Regions from separate parts of the Mus musculus genome. Here regions 2, 3, 4, 5 and 6 are each linked to region 1. The links are chromatin contacts, called in public HiChIP or PLAC-seq, Micro-C and promoter capture Hi-C maps. All regions are on one chromosome and are shown on one strand. Each heading gives the region's core, a stretch centred on a gene start, on an enhancer-like site or on the middle of the called end of the contact. The rest is flanking DNA. Distances are from core to core; before and after follow the strand shown.

Evidence for each region. Promoter capture Hi-C pulls out the DNA fragments that hold promoters and counts their contacts. A called contact is a pair of places that touch in the nucleus more often than the background predicts. HiChIP or PLAC-seq counts read pairs in DNA pulled down with a chosen protein or histone mark.
Region 2: a contact with region 1 is called in a Micro-C map of the AtT-20 cell line, with 7 times the contacts expected there. The contact joins the enhancer-like site here to the promoter of Ubxn2b in region 1. A contact is called at or near these places in 8 of 39 promoter capture datasets (the 3T3-L1 cell line, 3T3-L1-derived adipocytes, cranial neural crest and 4 more) and 1 of 484 Hi-C or Micro-C datasets (the AtT-20 cell line).
Region 3: a promoter capture Hi-C map of stem cell-derived epiblast-like cells shows a contact between it and region 1, with 3 times the contacts expected there. The contact joins the enhancer-like site here to the promoter of Ubxn2b in region 1. A contact is called at or near these places in 9 of 39 promoter capture datasets (the 3T3-L1 cell line, 3T3-L1-derived adipocytes, cranial neural crest and 5 more) and 2 of 115 datasets of contacts at active chromatin or transcription factors (astrocytes and bone marrow-derived macrophages).
Region 4: a contact with region 1 is called in an H3K27ac HiChIP or PLAC-seq map of embryonic stem cells, with 9 times the contacts expected there. The contact joins the enhancer-like site here to the promoter of Ubxn2b in region 1. A contact is called at or near these places in 3 of 39 promoter capture datasets (hippocampal neurons, maxillary cranial neural crest and stem cell-derived epiblast-like cells) and 4 of 115 datasets of contacts at active chromatin or transcription factors (astrocytes and embryonic stem cells).
Region 5: a promoter capture Hi-C map of second pharyngeal arch cranial neural crest shows a contact between it and region 1, with 4 times the contacts expected there. The contact joins the enhancer-like site here to the promoter of Ubxn2b in region 1. A contact is called at or near these places in 12 of 39 promoter capture datasets (the 3T3-L1 cell line, 3T3-L1-derived adipocytes, embryonic stem cells and 6 more) and 3 of 115 datasets of contacts at active chromatin or transcription factors (astrocytes, craniofacial prominence and stem cell-derived neural progenitor cells).
Region 6: a promoter capture Hi-C map of second pharyngeal arch cranial neural crest shows a contact between it and region 1, with 4 times the contacts expected there. The contact joins the enhancer-like site here to the promoter of Ubxn2b in region 1. A contact is called at or near these places in 10 of 39 promoter capture datasets (the 3T3-L1 cell line, cranial neural crest, embryonic stem cells and 5 more) and 1 of 115 datasets of contacts at active chromatin or transcription factors (astrocytes).

What each region holds. Positions count from the first base shown.
Region 1 is chr4:6,189,345-6,193,709 of GRCm38.p6, reverse strand. Ubxn2b (UBX domain protein 2B) reads right to left here and starts at 2,605. Exons shown (of 8, transcript NM_026534.2): 1 at 2,497-2,605. The coding sequence starts at 2,580.
Region 2 is chr4:5,463,119-5,467,483 of GRCm38.p6, reverse strand. No RefSeq gene overlaps it. Among named protein-coding and RNA genes, the nearest start is that of 4930423M02Rik, 170 kb to the left of the region's middle. Within about 2 kb of position 1,808, at least 2 of the 459 cell types and tissues checked have an H3K27ac peak or open chromatin away from gene starts, as enhancers often do. A contact at or near this core is called in the AtT-20 cell line, where this site is marked.
Region 3 is chr4:5,491,964-5,496,328 of GRCm38.p6, reverse strand. No RefSeq gene overlaps it. Among named protein-coding and RNA genes, the nearest start is that of 4930423M02Rik, 140 kb to the left of the region's middle. Within about 2 kb of position 1,833, at least 9 of the 459 cell types and tissues checked have an H3K27ac peak or open chromatin away from gene starts, as enhancers often do.
Region 4 is chr4:5,513,628-5,517,992 of GRCm38.p6, reverse strand. No RefSeq gene overlaps it. Among named protein-coding and RNA genes, the nearest start is that of 4930423M02Rik, 120 kb to the left of the region's middle. Within about 2 kb of position 2,317, at least 10 of the 459 cell types and tissues checked have an H3K27ac peak or open chromatin away from gene starts, as enhancers often do. A contact at or near this core is called in embryonic stem cells and stem cell-derived epiblast-like cells, where this site is marked.
Region 5 is chr4:5,557,722-5,562,086 of GRCm38.p6, reverse strand. No RefSeq gene overlaps it. Among named protein-coding and RNA genes, the nearest start is that of 4930423M02Rik, 72 kb to the left of the region's middle. Within about 2 kb of position 1,991, at least 13 of the 459 cell types and tissues checked have an H3K27ac peak or open chromatin away from gene starts, as enhancers often do. A contact at or near this core is called in second pharyngeal arch cranial neural crest, where this site is marked.
Region 6 is chr4:5,588,529-5,592,893 of GRCm38.p6, reverse strand. No RefSeq gene overlaps it. Among named protein-coding and RNA genes, the nearest start is that of 4930423M02Rik, 42 kb to the left of the region's middle. Within about 2 kb of position 2,368, at least 5 of the 459 cell types and tissues checked have an H3K27ac peak or open chromatin away from gene starts, as enhancers often do. A contact at or near this core is called in second pharyngeal arch cranial neural crest, where this site is marked.

The DNA.
Region 1 (4,365 bases), core at 1,356-3,855:
ATGCAGCTAGAGATACTCTTTAAAGTGTAGATTATTAGACACAGAGACTGAGCACTCCTGAGATTATATTATTTGAAATTAAATAAAGAAGATTAATTCAAGTACCAGATAAAAGTATAATGACAAAACCAGCGCTTCCTAAGTAAGAGACATTCTTGCTCCAATTCTTCCCAAGTCAAGGACTGATATTCTTTCCAGTCTGGAAGGTAACCTGAATCTAAGTCACTGTGAAGGGCAGAAACACAGCAAGAGAGAACTAGAAGGCTCAGCCTTATGCTACATTGTAGAAAACACAGTAAAGTTAACTGTACAGACTAGCCACACCTGGGAATCTGGGAAATACATAATGCTCAAGTCCCACTCTGTACCTATTAGATATGGGTATGAGCGCTAGTGTCTGCTTTATCAAGCCTTTCCAGGGACATTATTTCACTGAGAACCAGTGATCTAGATAGCCTCAGACAAGTTTACTCCTCCCCAAATGCTAATCTGGATGGAAACACGGAATTAAGAGCAGCAATCCTGTTGATATTATTCTGGAGGAACATTGGGAAATATGCAATTAAATACCTTAAACAACTTTAAACCCTATGACGAATTGCCTGGAGGACACTACACAACAGCCTTAGAAACAGTCCAGAAGTCACAACAGAGAGACACTTCAGGAGATAACTATATAGCCCTCTTCCTAAAACCCTCCTTCCTGATGTAGAGGCTGACAGACTATTCTGAATGGCAGCTGAGATAGATTTCTGTTCAGCTGGTCATTAATTCACTGGTTTTTATCTCCTACCTGATGCTGATCTCTGCATTCTCCAAGTTCATCTTCTGAACTGCCTTTGTTTTGTTTTGTTTTGTTTTGTTTTGTTTTTTGCTTTGTTTTATTTTGTTTTTTTGTTTTTTGTTTTTTGTTTTTTTTTTGGCATTCAGTGATGCTTCAAACTATGCTTAGTTCTCCAAACAGTTATGAAGGTGTCCAAAAGGTTATATGTGGTTAAAATAGAGACTGTTCAGGACAATTAAACCTAGATTATTCATAAAACAAAATAGAATTCCTGAATGAGGCAGCTTCTAGACCCAGAGCATGTTGGGAAAACTCCAAGTGACAATAAGATGTGACTTTATGAAAACTAGCAAGCCAGACACAGAAAATACACTGCCTCACTAGTGTGCTGTTTAGTTTTATGTCAACTTGACAAAGCCAGAGATATCAGGGAAAGGGGGGCTCGATGAAAAAAAAATGCCTTCATAAGGCTGTAGGCAAGTCTTTGGAGCATTTTCTTAATTAGTGATGGATGGTGGAGGGCCACACACACTATGGGTGGTGCCAAACCGGGGCTGTGAGCCCAGGGTCCTATAAGAAAGCAGGCTGAAGAAACCTTGGGGAGCAAACCAGTACGTAGCACCCTTCATAGCCTCTGCATCGGCTCCTGCCTCCATGTTCCTGCTCTGACGTCCTGTCTGATAAGGAACTGTGAGTGGAAGCATGAGTCTTTCCTCCCCAAGCTGCTTTGGTCATGGTGTTTCATCACAGTGACAATTACTCTAAGATAACGAGCTAACTGGCTCCGGGGTCACCGGAACCAACCAGTGCTCAATTAATACCATTAGAATTCTGCATTGGCTTGGTCTGTAAAGCTGCTTTACAAGCCTGTTTCAAATCTGAGACCTTTCACAAAATTTGATAGCACACAACAGTATCCACTACTACTTCTGGATTTGATGTCCTATTTGTATCCACATTTCCCAGAGCTTCAGCACAAAGTTAGAATGGCAAACGGTCAGTACGTCTGGTTACAGAATGAAGACCTGCTATAAAAATGCTCTGTCAAGGTTTGCGAATCCAGGCTCATTTATTCTGAACTATAACCCCTAATATATGTTTAATCGTTTGAGTTTTATCAATGATTTCATGAGGAGATAGAAAAAAAAGGCTAAAATGGACAAGCAGTATTAGCATCGGACAAGTGTTTAGCTAATGCCAGCATCCTAACATTGCTGAGTTTTATTTCTGTTAAGCTGTTTTGTGAACTCTTTCAAGCGAGCTGTGACCAAAGCCTGAACTGTTTTAAGCTCTCCCCTGCAAAACCGCAGGCTTTTGGAGAAGAAAGTGCTTTTAATGTATAAATCATCAAACGTGAAAAAGCATCCAGGAGAACAAACCAGCACGCGTCATTTTTAAAGTTACTTTTTTAGTGATGGCTGATTTATCACTGGCCACAGCAACTCCCCAAATGCAGGCAGCATCAGCTGGGAGGCACCCAGATGGCTCGGCAAAATGACATTTGCTTTGTGCATCCAGCGTGAAGGGAACCCCTGTACCGCCGCCTGAGGCTAGGGCACAGGATTCCACACGCACCCCTCCGCAATGCGCCTCCAGGAGAGACCCTCCAGTTCTCCGGAGACAGGCTCAGGTGAGGTACAAAGTGGCTCTGGCCCGCGCCCGCCATGCCCACGCCCTCTCGCCCGCCGCCGCCGCGCTCCATGCCTGCGCACCTGTAAGTCCCGCGCACTTGGGGGCCGTGGCCTGGAGGACCCACGCTCCTGCTCCTCCGGCTCCGCACGGCCACCCTCCGCCATCTTTCACCCGCTTGCGGCGCCTGCCCCGGACCGCGACTTCCGGGGTTGGTTGCTTAGCGACTGTGGAAGGGGCGGAGCCACTCCGTGACTCCCACTGCCTTGGAGAGGGGGCGGAGCCGTGCCGGGTTCGTGGTGTTCCTCCGGGCTCCTTTTCCCCCCACCAGCCGGTGCGCACTCGCTGTAGGGTTCCGGTCCGCAGGGCTCGCCAGTTTTTCAGTTTTTGAGATCTCTCTATAGTCACCATTCGACTCGCTGGGAGATGCTGTAGGTTGCCTTTAGAGCGCAGCGTTGTCTTCCAAGTTCATTTAACTCAACAATGCAATATCTTAGCAGATGAACAACTCCACCTTTCATTTCCCCTTATCTGTCATTTTCCCTTATCCAGGATTGGATGGTAAATTAGTCCTTCTGAGTGGATCCGTATTGAGGATAGGAAACACGGTAAAGCTTTTGGCAATGAGAATGGAGACTCTTAAGCCATCTTCTTTTCTGCTGGGATTGACTTAACTCTCATCTTAAGTCCCAGACACTTACACCTCCAAGAATTGCCTCCCAAGAAAAAAAAAAGAAGCCTTTATGAAATTTATAAGCTAGGAAGGGAAAGAAAGATATAAGCAGGTAACAGAGTACACTTTACTTTGCAAAGAGTATTTATTACTCGCGGACTGTATGTGAATGGAGAATACTCTCTTGGTGCCTGTTGTGTGTACCATGCTAGGTGGGAGCCTACAGCCTGCTGCCTTGGCTGTTCTTTGAGTTTCGAGCACTTAAAAAAAATAAACAAAAACAAAAACTTATGAGGTAGAGAAGATGAAACTGAGAGGTCTGCAACAGACCTTTTAGAATTAAATCCACATCTTAGCTACTTTTCTTGGTTGCCCCTGGTATGTAGATACAGCCACACAGGCTTTCAGGTTTCCCACGAAGACGCTAATCACATGATTGTTTTAAAAAAAATAAAATGTGTGTCCTTTTCTCCTGAAAATTTATTTAGTTCAGTTTTATTTTCAGCTTGAGACTCAGAAGGCAAAGGATAATGGTCCCTCTCCCCAGTTCAGTTAACTCAACAGTGCTCCACTCATATTGCTGAGTATGTAATGATGTACTTGAGCGAGGCAAATGATAATTAAACTAGAAACTAGCAGTACAAGTTACCAAACCTTGCATTGCTGTCTTGATACACATTCTGCCTTAAAAATTCCCATCATGTTTTTGACAAGAAATGACCTTTTAATGTTGGGCCTTGAAGGAGAAGAACTTTTCACAGTTGTTGGGCCAGGAAAGACCACAAGTAAAAAGTCACAGATAAGTTCTAAGACAGATAATGGAAACATCTTACACATGTCAGCAAAATACTACCTGGTTGTTTAGAAATGATTTTTTTTTTTAGAAGCGATTATGAGGTGGTCAGAAAGAGCCTTAGACTAGAGTTTTGGGCTAAGTTAGATTCTGATGTGTAAGCAGCCAGGCTTATTTACTGGGCCAAGGTCACCAGATGTGGCCTTGAGTAATGAAAATCAGTCCAACTGGAGAGACCACAGCAAGACTGAGACTGTGACAATTCTTTTCAATTTTTTTATTAGATATTTTCTTCATTTATATTTCAAATGCTATCCCGAAAGTCCCTTATACCCTCCCCCCACCCTGCTCCCCTACCCACCCACTCCCACTTTTTGGCCCTGCCATCCCCCTGTACTGGGGCATATAAAGTTTGCAAGACCAAGGGGCCTTCCTAGGCCATCTTCTGCTACTAGAAGAAGATGCAGCTAGAGACACAAGCTCTGG
Region 2 (4,365 bases), core at 559-3,058, 730 kb after region 1:
TTATTCTGCTATACCATAGATCAGTGTCTTATTCAGCCATCACCACAAAAGACTCCTCCTGCAGCAGATGGGAACAAATACAGAGGTCACAGCCAGACATTACACAAAGGGAAGGAGAGATTGTAGGACATACAGATCTAAATGAGATGTCTCTATCAAATCCCTTCCCTCAGAACTCATAGAACCCCATGAATGAGGAGGCAGATAGAGTGGTGAAGACAGAGGGGATGGAGGACCTAGTTTCTCTAAAACAACTGACCAAAGCTTTTATGAGCTCACAGAGACTGAAGAAGCAAGCACAGAATGTACCAGGTATCTTGAATATATACCTGGCTTAGTTCTTTTATTTATTTATTTATTTATTTATTTATTTATTTATTTATTTATTTATTTATTTGGTTTTTCAAGACAGAGTTTCTCTGTATATCCCTGGATATCCTGGAACTCACTCTGTAGACCAAGCTGGCCTCAAATTCAGAAATCTACCTGCCTCTGCCTCACAAGTTCTGGGAATAAAGGCGTGCTCCACCACTGCCCCAGTTAGTCTAGTTCTTTTATGGGACTCCTGAATGTGTAAACAAGTAGGTCTCTGATTCTTGTGCCTACTCTTTTATTTTATTTTTCTGTTAACTTGTCTGATTTTGATATGATGGTTTTTGTTTTTATCTTATTATATTTTATTTTGCTATGTCATATTATCTTTCAGAAGCCTGCTCTTTTCCAATAGGAGACAGAAAGGGAGTAGATCCAGATGTGAGAGGAGATTGGGAGGAATCTAGGTGGAGTATAGGGTAAGATAACTGTATTTAGATTATATTGTATGAGAAAAGAATCTATGTTTAATAAAAGGCAAAAATAAAATGTAAAAAAAAAAAAAGGTGAGGTGTGCATAATCCAAACCAAGCAGAGTCCCAGGTTAGTAAATTATTTCCTATGCTTTCCATCCTTATCATCATAGAAATCATCCACTTCAACACATGTTCTTTATAGCAAAATCTAGAAGATACATTATCTAGTACCTAGAACCAGACAGCTCACATTGAGAGTAACCTAAAGAAGAAACAGATCTTACTAAAACATTAAAAACCAAACCAAACAAACCTTCCCAACATGAGTATCCTGTTTTACCTGTGTGTACCATACTTCAAAGATTACCCTGTCCCCAATCAATCATAATTAGAAATGGAAATTTAAAAAAAAACAATGTAACATAAAATTAAAGATGAAATAAATATGTTTTGCTAAACAAAGCACTTGGAAATTTTAAAAATTAAAATATGTAAACCTCTTTGGCCATCCTATGTGGCCTTGAGACTCAGGTATGCTGCCTGTATGCCTGTATTTCCCTTCTTGATCCCCTCTATTCAGATGACCTCAACCTGGTTGGCTGGATGCCAGAAACACTCCCCTCACCTAGTATGCTTACTTTCTTTTGAGACTTACCAAATAACAGTCCAATCCCCACTGAGATCTTTCCAGCCATCATATGTGAAATGAGGAGCTTGGAAGGTTATCTGTACAATCTTTCTTTGGCCCCTTCATTTGGGTGACTCCAAAGGTCCATGGTGACTTGCTACAGAACTCTAGTTGCTTTTATCCCTTCTTCCTTCGTTAGAATTCACCACATTTCAACCTACTTATCACCATCTAACACCAAGACAACAATAAAATATAATTATCAACCTCCCATGCTCATGGATGGCCAGGAACCTAGCATGACTGTCTCCTGAAAGGCTTCATCCAGCAGTGGATAGAAACAGCTACAGAGACCCATGGCCAAACATCTGGCAGAGATTGAGAAGTCTTACGGAAGAGTGATGGTTGGAATTGAGCAAGTTGGAGGGGTCAAGGACACCACAAGACCTACAGAGACCTGGGCCCATGGAGGTTACAGCAGCTGAACCACCAACAAAAGATCATGCAGAGGCTGGATCAAGGCCCTTTATACATTTGTAGCAGAAGTGCAGCTTGGTTTTCATGTGAGTCCTCTGACAGTTGGAGAGGGGGCTGTCTTGGATTCTGTTGCCTTCCATTGGTTCTCTTCCCCTACCTGGACTGCCTGGTTGGACCTCAACTGAAGAGGTTGGTATAAGATTTCACAAGGTGGGGTGTGGAAAGCCGGTACGTGCTGCGAGCAATCGCATGTGTGCCGCCAGTAATCTCTGAGGAGAGCCGTGTGTGCCGAGAGCAATCGCCATTATAAGATGGCGCGGGCCTCCGCTGTGCCTAACTAGTAAACAAGCCTTGCACGCAGGTGCGAGAGTGAATTCACTCCTAGTCACTCCCATTCTCGGGGTGTAATAGTGGGGTGATGGGCAAGCAACGAATCGGGAGCTGTCACGCCATATCAGGTGCTGAAACGTCACGCTGCGGGATATAAAAGCAGCGCCATTTTTCCCAGTTCGGGATCTTCCTGAGAAGCAAGCAATAAAGCTTTTGCCGCGGAAGATTCTGGTTTGTTGCGTCTTTCTTGCCGGTCGAGCGGGACGCAATAAGTGGCGCCGAAGAACCCGGGAACTGTCATCACACCGGCGCAAGGAAGATCCCTCGTTCGCGGGGCAGAATCAGAACCGTGGGACAAAAGGCTCTACAAGGTACGTACAATCTTGAAATTTCTTCAGAGTTAGAAGCCCTTTTGATTGTTTGCACGGCGATTACACTTTTCCTTTCGGTTTCATTTTGTTTCCACCACTGGAACTGCTGACTGGTTCTTAGTCGCGGTCAGGCCTGGACAGCGCCTGGACAGTGACCAATTTCAGTCGCGGTCAGGCCTGAACAGCGGCAGTATGGGAATCTCCCATTCTTACGCTCCCAGTCTTACGCTTGGTCTTGAAGCAGTGTGGCCTAAAAATCACCACTAAGACCTTAGAGGGATTTGTCAGAGAGATAGACCGTGTCGCACCATGGTATGCTTGCTCAGGGTCATTAACTGTCGCCTCTTGGGACAAACTGAAAGGAGATCTAGTTAGGGAACAGCAGAAAGGCAAACTTAAAGCAGGGATTATGCCGCTATGGAAATTGGTGAAATCGTGTTTAACAGATGAGGATTGTCAGCAAATGGTAGAAGCGGGGCAGAAAGTTCTGGACGAAATTCAAGAAAGTCTATCAGAGGTAGAGCGGGGAGAGAAAGTAAAAGTAGAGAGGAAACAAAGTGCACTGAAGAATTTAGGCCTTTCCACGGGCCTTGAGCCTGAGGAAAAGAGATATAAAGGAAAGAATGCCTTGGGAGAGATAAGAAAAAGGGATGGAAAGGGAGAGAAGAAGGGAGATCGAGCTGGAGAGGCACATAAGGAAAGGAGCCTCTACCCGCCACTGGATGAATTTAAGCAGCTAGCTCTTAGTAACTCAGAACCAGATGAAGGGATTAGCGCCTCTGAAGAAACGGACTTGGAGGAGGAAGCAGTTCGTTATAAGGGAGAAAGGTACCAGCAAGATAAAAAACGAGCTACTCAGTCCAGAAAAAGGCAAAAAGCGGCTAGCGAAAGCCAGCTTGCTGCTAGGCCTCCGGACTGTCGGCTTCAGGGTCCTAGTGCACCTCCGCTTTATGTGCAGAGGTAGTGGTCAATTTTTACCTACTCCTCATGTAGGTGTAAACGCTCGTGGCGTCAGGCCATTGCAGGTCTGGCAAATGGATGTCACTCATATTTCCTCCTTTGGGAGAAATCAATATTTACATGTTTCTATTGACACCTGCTCTGGTGTAATGTTTGCCACACCTTTAACAGGTGAAAAAGCCTCTCATGTTATACAGCACTGCCTAGAAGCGTGGAGTGCTTGGGGCAAGCCCACAATTCTTAAAACGGATAATGGGCCAGCATATACTTCTACTAAATTTCAACAATTTTGTCATCAAATGGATGTCACTCACTTGACTGGCCTTCCTTGTAATTCTCAAGGACAAGGCATTGTGGAACGTGCCCACCGCACACTCAAATCTTATCTTATAAAACAAAAAGGGGAGTTGATGAGACTCTGCCCTCAGTGCCAAGAGTAGCGGTATCTATGGCACTCTTTACACTTAATTTTTTGAATCTCGACGAGCAGGGACACTCTGCAGCTGAGCGACATAGCTCAGACCCTGATAGACCAAAAGAAATGGTCAAATGGAAGGATGTTTTAACTGGTCAGTGGAAAGGCCCGGATCCTATCTTAATCAGATCCCGGGGAGCTGTTTGTGTTTTTCCACAGAGTGAAGACAACCCATTTTGGCTGCCGGAATGACTCACCCGCAGGATATTCATCAAGGATGGTGCAGAAGATGCTGACCTCCCGAGGACTGTTCCTGATCCTGACAATGCTGAACTTGTCTCAGGTTCCTAGTATAATGGGCGAGCAGAGATGGGCTATTCTCTCGACTTTCCCTAA
Region 3 (4,365 bases), core at 584-3,083, 700 kb after region 1:
ATGGAGAGAAGGGGAAAAGGAGGAGAAGGAGAGTTAGAGATGAGAATGAGAGACAAGAGCTTAAGGGGGGGGGGGGGGGGGAAGCAGCTCCTTTGATAGTAGGCTGGGCTACCTTGTGGTTGCCAGGTAACTGTGGGGAGGAGCATACCTGGCTATTCTCAGTAAAGGTGAGGGTGGAGTCTAGCCAGAATACCAGGAGCTTGGGACATTGTTTGTGTGATTTATAGTCACAGGATTATGGAGTTGGGGGCTCCATGGTGTCAAGCACCTATGTCGGGGAACGAGGCTCACTGTTCTGTCCCTTGTAGAGTTTTCTACTGGGTCTCTGGAGTAAGCCTTGCTCAACCAGAAAACAGGCTGCCTTTCACATTCCTTCAGACTGCCTCACTTCATTTCTGTTTGTTCCATGTCTAAGATCTAACTACTTGTGCCCAAACATTGCTGCTGGCCATGATACCTATATTATGCTGTTTTGATATGAAGCCTCCAAAGTTTGAACATTTTCATGAGCAGTTTGTTTGAGGTACTTGTTTCAGGAATACAAAGTCTAGAAAATGAAGATACCAATGTTTGAAGAATAATTCAGGATGAAATAATCTAGAATGCGAATTTATGGAATTTATATAAACAACTACATTAAAATTTGTTCACCTTAGTCCATTTAATTGGTACCCTGTACAAAGGATAAATTTAATTCCAGACATATGCATACAGGGGAGATTATGTGAATAGACATTGGAAAGTGAAAGCCATGTGACCACTACTACTATGCCTCCACAGTTGTTAGCTGCTGAATTACTAAGATGTCACCAAACCATTGCAAAGTCTTAAAAATTGTTTATTGAGATTTTGCTTATTTTTAAAATATGGATGAGGGTTGTGCCTGAATGTATGTCTGTGCACCATGGACATACCTGGTACTGATTAAGACCAGAAGACAGTACTTAGATACTCTGAAACTAGAGTTAGAGATGTGAACCTCCATGATGGTTCTGGAGATCAAACCTGGAGATTTGATTAAGAGCAGCCAGTACTGTTAACCACCAAACCCACTCTCTACCCTTGGACAGACACTTTTTTATCCATCTGTCTCACACTGATGCAGCTGCCATGCCGTTTTGTATGAGGTAATGAGACAGAACCAAGCAGCACACACTTTGTTTTGGTCCCTCATTTTCACAGTCACCATTTAAATTTTTGCCTTAGTTTTATTTGCATCAGATTCTTCTATATAACAAGAGGGGAGGTTTTACATATAGATATCATCTTCAAAGGAATGAAACCTTTTTAATAACTATCATAAAAGCAGTATTTATGACTTTACTCTTGAGTAAAAGGCAGGAGCAATGGTTTAAGATTAACTCATTTGGCTAAATTGCTACAGAAGTTATTTCCTTAACTCTGGTAATTCATAGAGGCAATTTATGAATACAATAAAAACAGCCTGAAGACTAAAGCCTCATGTAACCTCAATAAACAGCAACTTTGCACAAGAGTTTCTGAACAGAGAAGCCCTAAAGGCCCGGTTGTTTGTTATCACAGCTGCTATTGCACCTCCAATGTGCTCTACAGTGAAGATTAGAGCAAGGCTTTTGGTTAAATTTCAGGGGATATAAAATCTACTTCAGTGTGCTAACAGAAAAGCTTAATGTTTATCTTGGCATGATTTTGAAATATTTAAACATTAATGCTTTTCATTAGTAATCATCACCATTAAAACTTGAGCACTTTCCATAAAAGTAGGTTTTATTTTGAAATGCCAAGATGTGAAACAAGATTACTTGAAGAATCTAAATGCATACCAAGTAGAAATGTGGGGCTACAGAAGGGTTTATATTCATAAACATATCTGTTAAGAGTCTACCCCATGCATATGGGTAGCTTTACTTAGCAATACTCTTAGGATATTGGAGTGTTTCTGAAATAGTTTCATTTATTTCTAAATAGAACATTCTGTTGATGCTACATGATCCAGAATGGATTAAAGATCTTCTGTTTCTGTGACTTTTGACCTCAATCTTCCCTCAGACTCAGGAAACTCTCAACACAAGTGATGACAGAATTTGAGAGATGGGAATTGTGATAATGGTCATTGCTTATGGCAAGTGGTGTAACATTTCTCAGATGTATCTTGGGCTGACTGGAATGAGTCATACCTCTCTGCACCAAGCACCAGTGACCTGGATTAAGAACTTATTCTGAAATAACCCAACCTTTCAAGGATTGAAGAGGAATTGAAACTTAGTTTCTTATGTCTGCACTTTATTTCGGGGAAGAAATGCCTACAGGATTATCAAGCACACATTGAGATATTAAATGCTGCCTGTTTACCTGTACAGATGACTCAAAGAAAAATCCTCCAGAGTCACCTTTGTTTTAATAGCAGAATTTCTAAGTTTCTTGTTATCAATGGTATAAATCAGGTGGATCCCTCCTGCTACGTAGCCTCTGCTAAGCTTTCCACAACACACTTGAAAGTGACAGAGAATGTGACTATCTAGTTATGTTGAAATGAATAGAGAAAGAATACTATCTTCGCAAATATTCACTTTTAAGACAAGTAGTGATGAGTGCAAAATTAAAGCAGGCCATGGCAGATATTCAGGTCCATGAAACAGAAGGATTTCATCTTTGAGAAACATGAGTATTTTTCTCTCTTTCCAGCCCAGCGTTTACTCTTTTGTACGTATTCTGGATCAGGTTAGATGCCAGGGTCTGACATGTCTAAAGTAGCAAACAACATCATCACCACCAACAGAAAAAGAAACAATATATAAGGCTACCTTCTTCTTCCTCTTTCTCTTCTTCTTTGAAAAAAATTAACACCAGCATTTTAATCACTTGAAATGAAATCATTTAGCATATTTCTTAGTAAATACTACAATATTGGATTTTATAAGATAATTCTACACAAACTTGGTTATATGTGAAAGTAGATGATACAGATAATTTCTCCGTTTTGAAACTGAAATCCCAAAGTCCACCTTCAAACTGAGCATTTCCCTTCCCAATTACTACAGTGTAGCCCTAGCAAGTAAGCTGGAAAAGGGCTCTCACATCTGACAACTTTTCTTACCAGAAAGGGGCTGAGGGAAGACTGTTTCAAGACAAATCTTGATGTAAGAGGATACATGTAGGTTGCTAATGTGTTTATATTAATTAGAGTAGAGCCAAATTTATGTTTAGAATTAATTAGACTAAGCAAGGGGTTTATAAATGGGGGAAGCAGAGATAAATCACTTTCTAGGTAAGCTTTATTATGTGATATATACCATCATAACCTATAGCTTATAACGTTCAGGTCAGAGGAAGCTTCATTAGGATAGAGAGCCACTATGTATAGCATGATGAGAGTCCTGCAGGGAGGCTTTCTTTGATTTGATTTCTGGAATATTGTGGGAGAGGAAGAGAGGGAGGAGAGGGGGAGGGAGAGAGGTAGGAGTGCAGAAAGATGGAGGGAGAAGGAGGGAGTGGAAGAAGGAGGGGAGAGAGGAAGAGAATCAGAGGGTGACCTAGACAGACAGACAGACAGACAGACAGACAGACAGACACACACATATACACACATACATACATACACACACACACACACACACACACACACACACACACACACACACAGAGAGAGAGAGAGAGAGAGAGAGAGAGAGAGAGAGAGAGAGAGAGAGTGAGAGAGAGAGAGAGAGAGAGACTGCACCTGGTTTGAGCACTTGAAACCTCAAAGTCCATCCCCAGTAATAGACTTCTTCCTACAAGGCCACATTTAATCCAAAAGGGCCTCACTTCCAAATAGTGCCACTCACAAGTGAACAAGCATTGGAATCTCTGAGGCTATGGAGATTATTCTTATTCAAATTACCACACAATGCTAACCAGAGGCTACAGGGTTTTAGCAAAACAATTTCTTAATGAATTTCTATTCAGGAAGATAGAATGCAGTGGTTTATAGCCTGGCTTCTGGGAGAAAGAGGAGAGAGACCCACAAATTAATTGAGAGTGAGTTCTTTAAAATATGCATTAGTAATTTATGATTTGTGTATGAAATATTTGATATAGGTTCATATATTGAAGGGTTAACTCCAGTTGGTAGTAAGATTTTGGAAAAAGGTAGAAACTTTGGGACACGGAGCCTACCTATGGGAAGTGGGTATTTAACTATGTGCTTGTGAAGGTTGTAGCTGGTCCATTTTTCCATCTCCACTTCCCGTCTGAAGTGTGATTAGAACATCCTCAGTCGCATGCTCTTGCCACCATGATGTTTTATTCAAGTGTATGAGGCTAGGTGAGACTGATCAAAGCAAATCTTTCTCTCTTATTGCTGAGTCACTTAGGATTTTGCCAAAGATAAACACACACACACACACT
Region 4 (4,365 bases), core at 1,068-3,567, 680 kb after region 1:
AAGTATCACTTATTATATTCCCAGGATGTTGTACTTACAACTCACAGCAACTGCCACTGCCTGTGTAAGATTCATCCAACATTTTAGCAAAGAGTAGGAAGGAGTTCATGAGTCCCCCCACACAGGGAAGAAGCCATAGGACTTTTTGAGGAAAATTGGGGATTTAGTTTTCTTTAAGGGTGCAGCTCCTGACACCTAAGATCATGGCTCTACATCCAGGAGTATATGGACAGAACCTATGATGGATTATTTAAAAAAAGAAGAAACGAAGAAGGAAAAGACACAAAGTTGAGGAGGGGAGAGACATGGGTGGTAGATCCTGGAGGAGTTAAAAGGAGGAGCTAGGAATGAATATGATAGAAATATTCATCAATTTCTCAAAGAATTAATAAACATATTTCAAAATTCTCAATGTCCATTAATAACACACTACAAACACTGTGTCCATTTTTATAATAGTAGACTATATAACACTGAGAATTAATGATCATGATCCATAAAAACAAATAATTCCTAAATATAGACTTGTGTACTTACTCAGTCCTATAAAAACACACATCGGAAAATTAGAGGAGGTCCAGTATGAGTAGCAGTCATCTTGATGACAGAGTGCATAAAGACAATGGTGATCCCTAGAGAGAATCATGATTAGAAATAAATCAAGGCTTTGCTAGCATGTCACTAATTTTCCTTTTGATTTGTCATTGGTGGCAATGCTGTTTAGTCTGTGACATTTACCAGGCTGGCATTTGTGCATGAATTATGTTGTATATTGTATCTCAGCACAAGATTGAAAAATGGACTGTCCCCATCTTATTTGTTAAAGAATTAAACAATGCACAGACCTATTCTGTTCTACCTCATGACTTCTGAACGAACTCAATTCCATACTCACGTTTTATTTTGAAAAGAGACAGAAAGGAGGCGCTTGGCAGTAGGACTTATGTGGAGCAGAAAGGGCAGTGGCCAATTTGGATGGATCTCTGAGGCAGTCTAGATTTATGGAAACACTGACATTTTCATCCCTCAGAGCCAACTAAAAGGATGGGGAAAATTGACTCTGGCTGCCTTAGGTATTTCTCAGCTCATCATTCAACAACTGGCACATAGCATCCACCAGGAACATTCTATGCAGATACATGCCACTTCCAAACAGATGGACTGCTATCGTGGCTTCCACGTCCTAGGGAATGGCTTAAGGGATACTATTAGATCAGGCCCTGATGACTGGTACAGTTAGCCACACTCTATAAGGTGATATCATGGTCCACATAAGACCATGGAGGAAATCAGTGTGAGCATTTGGGACAGTACTGCTGTGATACAAACAGCTGTTGGTTCAGCTACCTCCTACGCTTACATGCTCTGTTTCATCACTTTATCATGTTTTAAATGTATTAAAATGTCACTCTGATAAAGAATGATTTTAATCATGCCACATTACTTCCAGGAATAACGGGGGTAATAGTCACGTCTCTCATAAACTTTGGTTCTGTGACAAGGTCACCTCTGCATGGACTGTATCACAGTCACCCATTGTCACCCCTTAAATAGTAAAGAAATGAGAAAATGGACACAGGTTGTGTTGGTATGGCACTCCTCATGTGTGAGACTCCCACAGTGGACACTTAAGTTGTTCTTTGGTAATATACTGATTTTTAAAAATAATAACATTTAAATGACACAGTAATAGTAGTCACATTAGAAATACTGGCACTAGAAATTTTATTGAACCTGCTGATTACACCACAAGAATCAGTAATATTAAGCAAATTCATATCCCAGACTTCCAAATCTTATACAGGAAACAATTCAAATTATTAGCCTTTATTTTCTTGTCTCATTGCTATTATTTGAAAACAAATAAAACATTAGAAAGCTGTTACTAATGCATTGCTACACACACTCCAGTGAAGTTTGCTTGGCAGGCCGCGAGGCCTGGGAGCACTCATGAGGCAAAGAGTTTCACAGAAACTCACCTCCTGGAACTTTGGCGTTCTAATAACCCGTATACCCTATCCCCGAGTTAGTCTGGTGTATGGATCCACGTGCTCTCTTTTAGTATTATTTTATTATAAGTGCCTTTAAGATTGAATTCTGACATAGCTAAGCCTTTGCCAGTGTTCCAATGTCCCAGAAAATCCTTGAAGCCAACAAACTGGGAATTCAGTAGGAATTCAGTGAGAAGGTTACCTATTCAGTAACATTCAAATTTACTTCCAGTAGAGACAGTGAAACTAATTAGGCATTACAAAGAACCGAGCCCAATAGCTCGGGCTGGTCTGCGGAGTGTTTACTTGAGACAATAACCAGTCTTACCCAGACAAGGGAATTCACAATGGCCTAGCATACAGGTGGGTACACCAGGAAAGTGTTAGGGAATCCCCCTGAGACAGGTTTCTTCACTTGGCCCAAAGAAACAGCATAAATCAGGCATTTACGAAGAACCCCTGGTGGTGGGCTTAAGAATAGACTAGCTTTACACCTGGCTCCCTTTTTAGTGGCTTCGGCCTGGTCCCCGCCTTCTTTTGCTGTATACATTCCTTTTGTATTGTGTCACTGTAACTCGGTGGATGTATCTCGCCTGGTTTCTTGTTATTCTTCTGTATAAAAAGTTCGATGCTCGACTTGACAAATTACATTCAGATTCTACACAACCTCTAGTGTTGAATTTGTCTGTCATTTTCACTGACTCCTTGCCCATCTACAACCAGAGACCCCGTTCTACGCAGACAGGGGACCAAGAGGGTCTGTGGCATAAACTGACATTTGCATTTACCAAATTAAAAAAGTTGAGCCCAACACACTACTGTCTTTAAACAAAAACAAGTGGTCACATAAAATGACAGAACTGAAGTCCTGTTTCCTTATTTTCATAAGCAATGTTCTATCACTCTTTAATTAGAATACATTAATTAAATGCAGGAATATGCTGTTCCCTAATAGAAAAAGAAACTGCACAGGAAATAATCTAGTCTCCTAAATTTGTTCTCTAAATTCACTTGTATATCTGAGTCTGGAGAGAATACTCTATAGATAGGTGTTCTCTAAATTAACTGCTATTAAATGTAATACATTTTAATTAGTAAGTAATAAAAAACAGCCTAACTTGAAGCATGGATAGATATTGTTAAAATGCAAAAGAATAAACAATATAATAAAATGATAAAGCCTTGTATAGATGGTCCTCCAGGGAAGACATACAAATGGCCAATAAATAAATGGAAAGATGTTCATTACTGTTAATATTCCATGATATATAACTCAAAACCATCAGGTGATATCATCAATCAATAATGACACAACGGAAAATAGCAAGTGTTGGCATGGATTTGGATAAGTTGGAACATCATGTGTTATAGCCACAATGGAGAACCATAGGAAATTATGATGATTACTCCTTCTCAAATTGAAAATAGAATTATTTTATTATCCAGAATTCTGTTTCTGGGTATATACTTAAAAGAATCAAGCAGCTTTGAGTACATAAATATGTAACCATTTTTACAACATTTGTTGTCACTTGAGTTTTTGATCTTAACCATTCTGAGAGGTGTAAGATGGAATCTCAAAGTCATTTTGATTTGCATTTCCCTGATGGCTAAGGGAGTTGAACATTTTCCTAGTGTGTCTTGGCCATTAGAGATTCTTGTTGAAAATTGTTTGGCTCTGTACCCCATTTTTTAATTGGGATATTTGGTTTGTTGATGTCTCGTTTATTGAGTTCTTTATATATTTTGTATATCAGTCCTCTGTCTGGTGTAGGGTTGGTGAAGGTCTTCTCCCATCATTTAGGTTGCTGTTTTGCCTTATTGGTAGTGTCCTTTGCCTTGCAAAAGCTTTTCAGTTACATGAGATGCCATTTATTAATTGTTGATCTTAGTGCCGTTAGTGTTCTGTTCAGAACTTCAAATCTCTGAAGAAAGAAATGGAATAAAATGTCACAAGTAAGAAAAGTCTTCCATGCTCATGGATTGGTAGAACCATCATAGTAAAAATTACCATCTTACAGGTTCGATGCAATTCCCATCAAAATTCCAGCACAACTCTTTACATGAAAGAGTAATTCTCAACTTCATACAGAAAAACAACAATAACAAAAACATGTCAGAATAGCTAAAACAATCCTGTACAATAAAAGAACGTCTAGAAGTATTACCATCCCTGACTTCAAGCTGTACTACAGAGAAATAGTAATAAAAACTGTATGGTATTGGTATAAAAACAGACAGGTTGATCAACAGAATAGAATTGAAGACCCAGAAAAAAAGCACACACCCATCAATATTTGATATTTGACAAAGAAGCCAAAACAATACAATGGATAAAAGAAAGTGTCTTCAACAAATAGTGCTGGACTAACTG
Region 5 (4,365 bases), core at 742-3,241, 630 kb after region 1:
GAGATGCACTAATCTATGGATAGAGTGATACCAGTTAGCAGAATAATACTAGAAGTTCCTAGGAGCTCTGTGAGCTCCCCAACTATTCTTGTCAGATATCTACTACCAGAGATATGTTTTTTACCTATGGAATGGACTTTTAATTAATCAGAAAGTAGTTTCTTATCCCCATAATACTTGTGACACTATTGCACCTATGACATATCCTGCCACACTTACTATTATTGTAGTTCACAGGGTTCCCAGCTGAGTAAGACTTTTTGATGACATTTTTGTCCTCAGGTACCTGCCTAGCAGCTTCTAATTTTATGAAATCTAGCAATCATTGAGAAAGTATCCTGGTCAATATCAATGTGATTTCTCCATGTCCTATGAGCAAAATGTGTGTTATCAAACCATGTGATGTCTTTAGCAAAAGAATCTTACCATAATGTTCTGATAGGCAATCAGTCACAAAGGGTAGTGCCTTGCACAACCTTGTTTGGAGGATTCTCCATGACACTTTTGACCAGTAACTAGAGAGAAACTGTCCCATACTTGGCACTGGGCTTTTTAACCAACAACTTACAGGTTCTGGGACGAGAGTAAATTTCTTTGCAAAATAACTCCAGTTAAGCCTTTTATCTGGATATTCGCATTTAAAGCTTATAAAATACAGGTTTTGTGTATGTCCCTTTCAAATATCCTTGGTGTTAGTTATTTTTCTCCAAGCCAAACTGCCTCACCCTTCCTACCCTTAGGTTCCTCTCCTCCCTTAAACCTCCCTCCCCATTATTCTTCTTTTCCTTTTAGATCACCTGTGTTCTCCTGTGTCCCCTCTTTCAAGATCTTTCTTCCCTCTCTCCACTGATGGTTCCTTTCTAGTTTCCTGGATCCAACAGACACTCCAAATTTACTAACATCTGTGTAAGTGAGCAACTGTGATGCTTCTCTTTCTGAGTCTGGGCTACTCTCCTCAGTGGAAACATTTTCTGGTATGATCCAAACCTGCATGTTTTTCTTTAGAGCTGGATAAAATTCCACTGTTTAAGTATGACACTGGTTTTTTTTTTTTTTTAATCTTTTTCTCATTCCTTCGGCCCCCCTTTTTTCTAGCTTTCTTTCTGTTTGGTGTTGGATATGAAACCCAGGTCCTTGCACATTCTAGGTAAGGTCTTACTACTGATCATATCACCAGTTCACTAGTCTCTTTTTCATTTCTGTCTTATCCTCAAAACATTCTTGCCAGGAGATTTAGATCCTCATAAATTTCATCTCATGATTCTACATAGTCTGCCTTAAAAAATTCAAAATATCAAATTCTGTTTATTTAAGAGAAATCGTGTCAGACCATGCAACGTTAGTAAGAATGAGCTCACCTCTCTTCCACCTTCAAAATTCTGTTTCTATAAAACTCAGCTTTGCACTATGCAAAAGTAATGATGAATTTCTTCTTTTGTCAAGGAAAAAATAATTCCTTTTATTAAGAAATACCTAAGTAATTGCCAAAGCTATACTTAAGTCTGGAAAGAACACTAAACTATTTTTTTTCCTATAAAACCATGGGCAAGCAATGGCCCAATGACTTATTGCATATTTATGGAGAAGGAAAGCTCTGGTCTGAAATCCTTAGATTTAGAGTCACTTAGATAAACACATACCCTCACTAAAGTGCGGCGTTTTCTCACAGTAAGCCTTACTTTGCAAAATTACAGTGTGTGATTATCTCTTAAAAAATGATAAAACCTTGATTTTTATGGTTGATTAACTAGGTTATTGTAAATCACATCAGCTTTGAGTTTGGCCTGTCTCCCAGAAAGCAAACTTCCCAGGCTAAGCTCAAAGTTTCTTTTCCATAACAAAGATTTGGATCCACAAAAATCCCCTGGGATTTCCTGCATCCAAAGCAGACATTTCCCAGGGTTTCATATGGTTTTCTGGAAAGCTCTTGACCTACCAAGTAGTTCCATATGGAGGCACCCGAGCTAATGAAAGTTCATTTCCTGTGAGTTCATCTTACTTGAGTCATTCTAATTTTTTTTCTCAATAATCACTGGTCTCTTGTTCTCTTATCCCACTCTGTGCCATGTTGAAGGAAGCCATAGTTATCACTGTGACAAAACATACAACATGGAGCCTTTTTTTTTTTTTTAAGCAATCAAGTTATCAGGTCATTTATAGTTTGAGATTTTCTGGGGCACTTTGGGTGACTTTTGTGGAATGTTTTCACAGAGTGAGTGACAGTTAGATCTTGACTTATCCCACAGTTAATAGACTAACAGGAATATTGTAAGAAAGGTTTCTAGACAATGGAAGTTTCAGCACTATAGTGACATTTTAGGCTTAAAGACATATGATTAACTCTACCCAAATCCGTGGTTGGGAATCTCTTCACTGTTAATTGCACCCATCCTATAAGCCTGTGTCCTGTTGCTTCTTGTAGTTGTCACCTGTGGAGATATTTTAGTTAACTGCTCACAGGATCTCAGTTGACCTATATGAGGGATCCTAAAATGCCAGAGACTACGTTTCCCATTCTTACTGCCCAGAGTCCTCTCATTGGTACCTACTAGGGATGGGGACTTTAGGAAGGAATGATATGCAGACATCCTCCATGGTAGAGCTCACCTCACATGTCAGACAAGTGCTCAGGCTTTCTTAACATCGTATCATTGCTAGACTGGAAAATACCTCCTACCACAAGGCTTACTGCACAAATGGGATGGCATAACATTCATGGAAATATCGTAAGTAATAAAATGTCCCAACATAAAATGATTTGTTTTGCTTACAAAATAGCAACTTTTAGATAAAGAAATCTGAGCAACTGAACTGATACCATAATCTTCAGTTTGGACCCAGTAGATTTAAATAAAATCATAGTAAATTAACATGTAGATTACTTATTAGTTAGCAACTCTTTTCTCTAAATTAAGAAAATTGCTTGTTTAAATTTGGGTAAAAGGTGAAGAAAGCTCTTAGAACAAACAAAGAAGGAGTCAGTCTCATCTTAGGGCAGTGGGATTCACTTTTTGGCTGTATACACATTATGTAGTGTATTTAGGATAAATCCTGAACTTTAAAACATATGTATCATAACATTTGAGTTTTTTCAGTGAATACGTGAAACATGATCCTTTGGTTAAGAAAACATGTAGGAGTTAGTATCACTTTTCCTGACTGTGTTCCTTTCTCAAAGATGACACTTGAAATTCATGGTGCAAAATTTACTACCAAGGAAGTAACCACACTGAGATGCCCTTGTAGCCCCAGATCCTGTGGATGGATCATGCAGGTCATGTCCATCATGTTCTGCCTATTCCTTCTTTGATGCTTTTCATATTAGCCCGTGAACTCTGAACTGCTACCCTAGTGATGAGTTATACTATACACAAGCTTTGTGGAAGCCTCAATACCTTCAAGCCAGTGCATCTAGGTCTCATTAGGACTTGCTTAGAGAAATTTTAAATTGCCATATATGGGTTAATGTCCTGAGTGTGGAGTAAACAATAATTTAAATTGAAGGAACCTTCTAGTTGCTTAGTTTCTTTAAATTATGAAATGTTTTGATGGGGATACTCTTGAGAATGTCTTATCTTGATAGTTCCCTGGTGATTAATAATTGTAGATACTTGTATGATTGGACACAGTATAATGCATGCCGCTAAAGTTTAATGAGAAGAGAGGAAATCCAAGAGCATGGATAAAGGAATATGCTACCAGAAGCATTGCAGACAAAACTTGTTGAAGAAGGGTCTGAGTTGATATTGTGAGAGGAATGAAGCTGTGGTATCTGTTCTCAGGTATCAAAAAGACAGCTCAATATTTCGGTCAGTGACTTTGGTAACCATACGTAGAAATGAAAGTGGTTATAGGTAAATGGGCTGTTGACTTAGTTCCAAATAACAGGGCTGGTGCCAGGGCAGAAGCAATAGAAAAGCAAGATGAGCAAGAAATAGAGAGACAATTCTTAAAGAAGTGGGAAACTTTGTGAGCAACTTGATGTACAAGGCCAAAAAGAGGAATTGAGGTATCTCTATCAGCCGGTATCTGAAGTATTTCAGATGGTTCAGCTCAGTGCCTGCCATGCAGTTACCACGTGACTACTCCACTTACCCAGTGACTGCTGGCATGAATTATTTGAGGATCTTAAGCTGGATATATGTTCTTGGTTTTTGTCCTGCTTGGTGCTCTCTGAGCTTGTATCTGGTTCTGTAGCTTGGAGTCTGTCCTGAAATTTACAATGTTCTACACCATTATGACTTCAAATATTTATTCTGTTTTGTTCTAGCTTTCTTTTTCCAGTGTTTTGATTACTTACATGTTATACCTCTTATGTTAGCCATAATTCTTTCATATTCAATTCTGGTTGTCCCCTATTCTTAA
Region 6 (4,365 bases), core at 1,119-3,618, 600 kb after region 1:
GACTCCCTAAAGAGGACAATAGGGCAATTATAAGCTATTGTGCTCTGCTGCAAGCAGGTAAATCCTGGGAAGGTGCATTTGAAATACAGAAGGCCATTTACTACCACCTCCAGCATCTTTCCTTAGGATGCTCCAATCAGAATATTCTAATATTTCTGTTAATTTTAATTACCTTGACAAAAAGACCTAAAGGCACTAATATTGGAGGTTATCTAACTAATTGGCTCAGGAAAAAAGAAAGAAGGAAAAGAAAATCAATCAGGATGATGCAAAGATAATATAGAAAGATAACTTAAAGTAAAAATGAAAATATTCAAAGGAAGATAAAGGAAGTATTACACACTGAAGGAAGAATGGGGCTGTGCACATAAGGAGCATTTTGGGAGGACTTTAAAGGATCCCCAAACAAGAGACAAGTATTCAATAGATAGAAATTTTTATTATCCTTATTTAATCACTATGCATAATACACATGTAGTGACTTATCCTGTGGAACCAAAATGCATAGTTAGTTGAGTGCCAATTAAAAAATTATAAAGACATGTTGATCAATGGATAATAAGTTATAATTATGAAGGAGAAATTATGATGTTATTCTGTAGTAGTATCCTATAGATAATGGTGATATAATATATACTTGAGGAAGTTAATTGAGGGCCAGTAAGATGGCTCAGTGGGTAAGGGTGTTTGCCGCCAATACTAATTAATCTTGTCTGAAAACAACAAATTACAGTATCCTAGTAAGTATAAAGTGGTGATAGTGTTCTCTTGTACATAAAAATAGAAAATCATAAATAATAACCATAACATGATAAAGTTCTCAGAAAGCTCAGCAAGAGACAAAGTATCCAAAACGAGAAAAGATATGAACATCAGAAAGTGTTCAGAAGTCTTTACATCGGAATAAAAGGCACAGGACAAAAGAATTATGTAACAGAGGAGAAGGAAACATTGAAGAAGAAATTCTTCTGTCCCAGAATAGAAAGACTCAATAATATGGACCAAAGGTATTCAAAGCACAATGTAGAGGTAGATGTAGATGAAGATGTCTTTAGAACCAGAGACATCATTGTTAAATTTCAGAGCATGGGTAGCAAAGATATCACAATATCTTTCAGAGATAAAACAATGTATCATTGAAAATTGTATGTATGAAAGGCCATCAATCTGACGAAATCAGTTCTTATTACAACCATGGGAATCAAAAGTCAGTGAGTGATACTTTCAAAATTCTGAGGAAAATGGTTTCCTGATAGATACATGCCAAAGATATCAAGTAACTGAGAAGACAAATAAAGCCATTCTGAACATTTAAAACCTTAGAGTATTTCTACACTATTTTTTACAGTGAGCTACAAAGGACTGTGTTCCAACTATATACAAAAATTAATCAGAAAAGAAAGACATATGGGATCCAGAAAATAGAGAGTCAAGAAAAGAGGAGACAAAGGAAGACCCAGGATGGGAAGGGAACTTGGTGTGGGTATAATCTGAGTCAGAAGTTCTAGAGTCTAGCACACACACACAGTAAAATTTTCACACACACACACACACACACACACACACACACACACACACACACACACACGTATGTGATGAAGTCAGGGTGACTGGCATATTTATTACCTCAAACACCATTTAGTAAAAATGTACTTATTTTTATGTGTATAGGCCTTTTTTTTTCCTGCATGTCTATCTGCGCACCATTTGTGTGCAGTGGCCCCAGAGGCTAGAAGAAGACATGGATCCCTTCTAACTGAAATTACAGACCTTTGTGAGCCACCATGTGGGTGCTGAAACTCAAACTCAGGTTTTCAAAGGACACAGTCAGGGGACTTTAACTGCTGAACCATCTCTCTACTCTTTACTTGTTATTTTTCATGTATATTTCAATATATGCACTTTATTATCACCAATGGTAGTCACTCTACTTTGCTACAGAACATTAGAAGTGATTTCTCCAATTTAGTTGTATCTTTGTAGCCATTAGCCATCTTACCTTGTAGAAGGTGGATTTCATAACTACTAAAGCTTCTTTTAACTTTAAAATTCTTCTCTCTGACCTCTCAAATATTGGCAGTGACCTATAAGACCTGCTGGCATGATGTGCACAGAGAAACCATTATCCACAGGGTTGGTGAGCAGCTGTTTTCAATTTCCATTGTTGACAGATTGAGAGGAAATGGCCTTTAGTAAGGACGGTGAAAATGTCAGAGACGAGGGAACAGGAACAATGCGAATCTGATATAGTACACAATACTTAGGGGCTTAATAACTTGTCTTTTCCTAAAGACCCCAGCACATATACCGTTCAGCTTCAAAGCTATATGCAGTTAACATGCAATAAGAAAAATGTTAGATGCTAATGCCACTCTACCTAACTCAGTGTTGAAGGTTCCAGATTTAGGAGACAACCTGTACCCTATGTGTAGTAAGGCCAATTATTTGAATGAAAATCCTCATCACTCACAAGTCCCACGCCTCTTTTCACTCCGAGGAAGTGGCATTTCTCCATGCTTTCCTTGTATGGCTCAGAAAGGTAAGTGCTTTGCATGAAGCCACATTTTCAGTGACTTGTCCAAGCATCTCTCATGATTGTAATAAAATCTTACAACAAAGCTTTGCTCAGTTGTCTTAAAAACTGTCCCCAGGGAGAACTTCATTTTTATTGTTGCTACATATGAACATTTGGGAATATGTTGGATGAAGCTGTGAGAATACAGAATGAAAACATTGTAAATTGTCACAGACAGTGAAACTGGATGGGATCTTAGCATCTAATTATACTTTTTCATTGATGAGAAAATGCAGATTAATGTTTAGACAGTTTCATTACATCACTTCATTAAGTATTTCATAGAGTAAATTTTAACTATTACTATGCCTCACTCATTCATTCATTCATTGTCCTATATTGACTATACAGTAAAGTAAAACGCTGGTGTTTGTGTGTAGTGTGTGTGTATGTATGTATGTGTATATGTGAGTGTGTGATTGTTTTCTTCACAATACAGAGAATTCTCAAATCTTCAAAGTTCATCAGCACTATACAATTCTGACCAAGTGTACATTTTACTTATTTCAGTGAATTTCTCCTGTCTTACTATTTCTACATGTTTATCTTACAAATATTTTATCCATAAAATTGAAGTAATTTTATTAAGCACTATTGATAGTCAAAGAAAAAAGTCAGCAAAATTAATGCATAGTGCTTTACATAATTTTTCTTTATTTTCTATCTAAATTGTAACATTTAGGAGTATGATGTCATCCAAATATGTTACAATATTGTCACACACATACATATATATTCATGACTGTATTTATAAACATGAAAGTTATTTTCTGCAAATGCTTGAACACAAACATGCATATAGAATACATATATCATTATATACAACTGTATGAAAATATTCACATTTATTTCAGCTCATAAAACTCAGTGTGCTTACAAATTATAAAGTTATATTACATAAAACAATACATGTGTTGATGAAAAGTACTTTTATCTGAACTTTAACTGAATTTTTATCTAAGTTTAGCTCCCAATTTGAATGTATTTGTTATTAATAGGTAATGTGGAGAAAATACAGATCTGGAATAATAAAACTACAACACAAAATTTAACTTCTGGCTAGGAAAACATCCTGGTGTTTATCTTTTAAGAGTCAAGTTTTGTTGCTGGCAGGAATTCCTAAGATATCTCCCAGGATTCCTGTCCTCTGATTATTTTATCAAAGGCTCATCTAGATTCTGCTCTGAAGGGGTTTTCAGATCTGATTAAGGTTTCTAATCCTTAACATTGAGAGATTACCCAACATTAACTGAATAGACCCCTTAGCCTTCTATGGGCCCCACATGGTGAAGGGGAGCTATGCACCCCAGTGCTTCAAGTAAGTGGAGTTCTGAGACAGCGGGAGAGTAAAAGCTCTGTTATTCTGTTGATGGAGCACAGAGCTGTGAGTGTACATTGAAGGCTGAGAAAGACCCACCACCAGCCAGGGGAAAGCGGGTCTTAAAGGGTGAGTCCAGCACTCAGTTGACTGAAACAGGCTCATTGTTGGAGCTCACCAAAAGTGGCACAGCCGCAGACACCTGGCTCTGACCTGTGAAAAGCCCTTGGTATGGACTGCTGATCTCCTGCTAAGTTTGTGTTGATTTGTTCTGCCTGCAATAGAATGCAAACACCAACACATGGACAAAAACATTTTACTCCCATGTAAATAAAAAGAAGCAGTATTCTGAAATGGAAAAAAGTAAAAGGGAACAAATAAGGTGTAGCTTAATCAATTAACACTTATCCCCGACTAGCTTACAAATAAATCAGAACTCAGACTGGTTATTTTATTTGGGTTTGAAAATTAC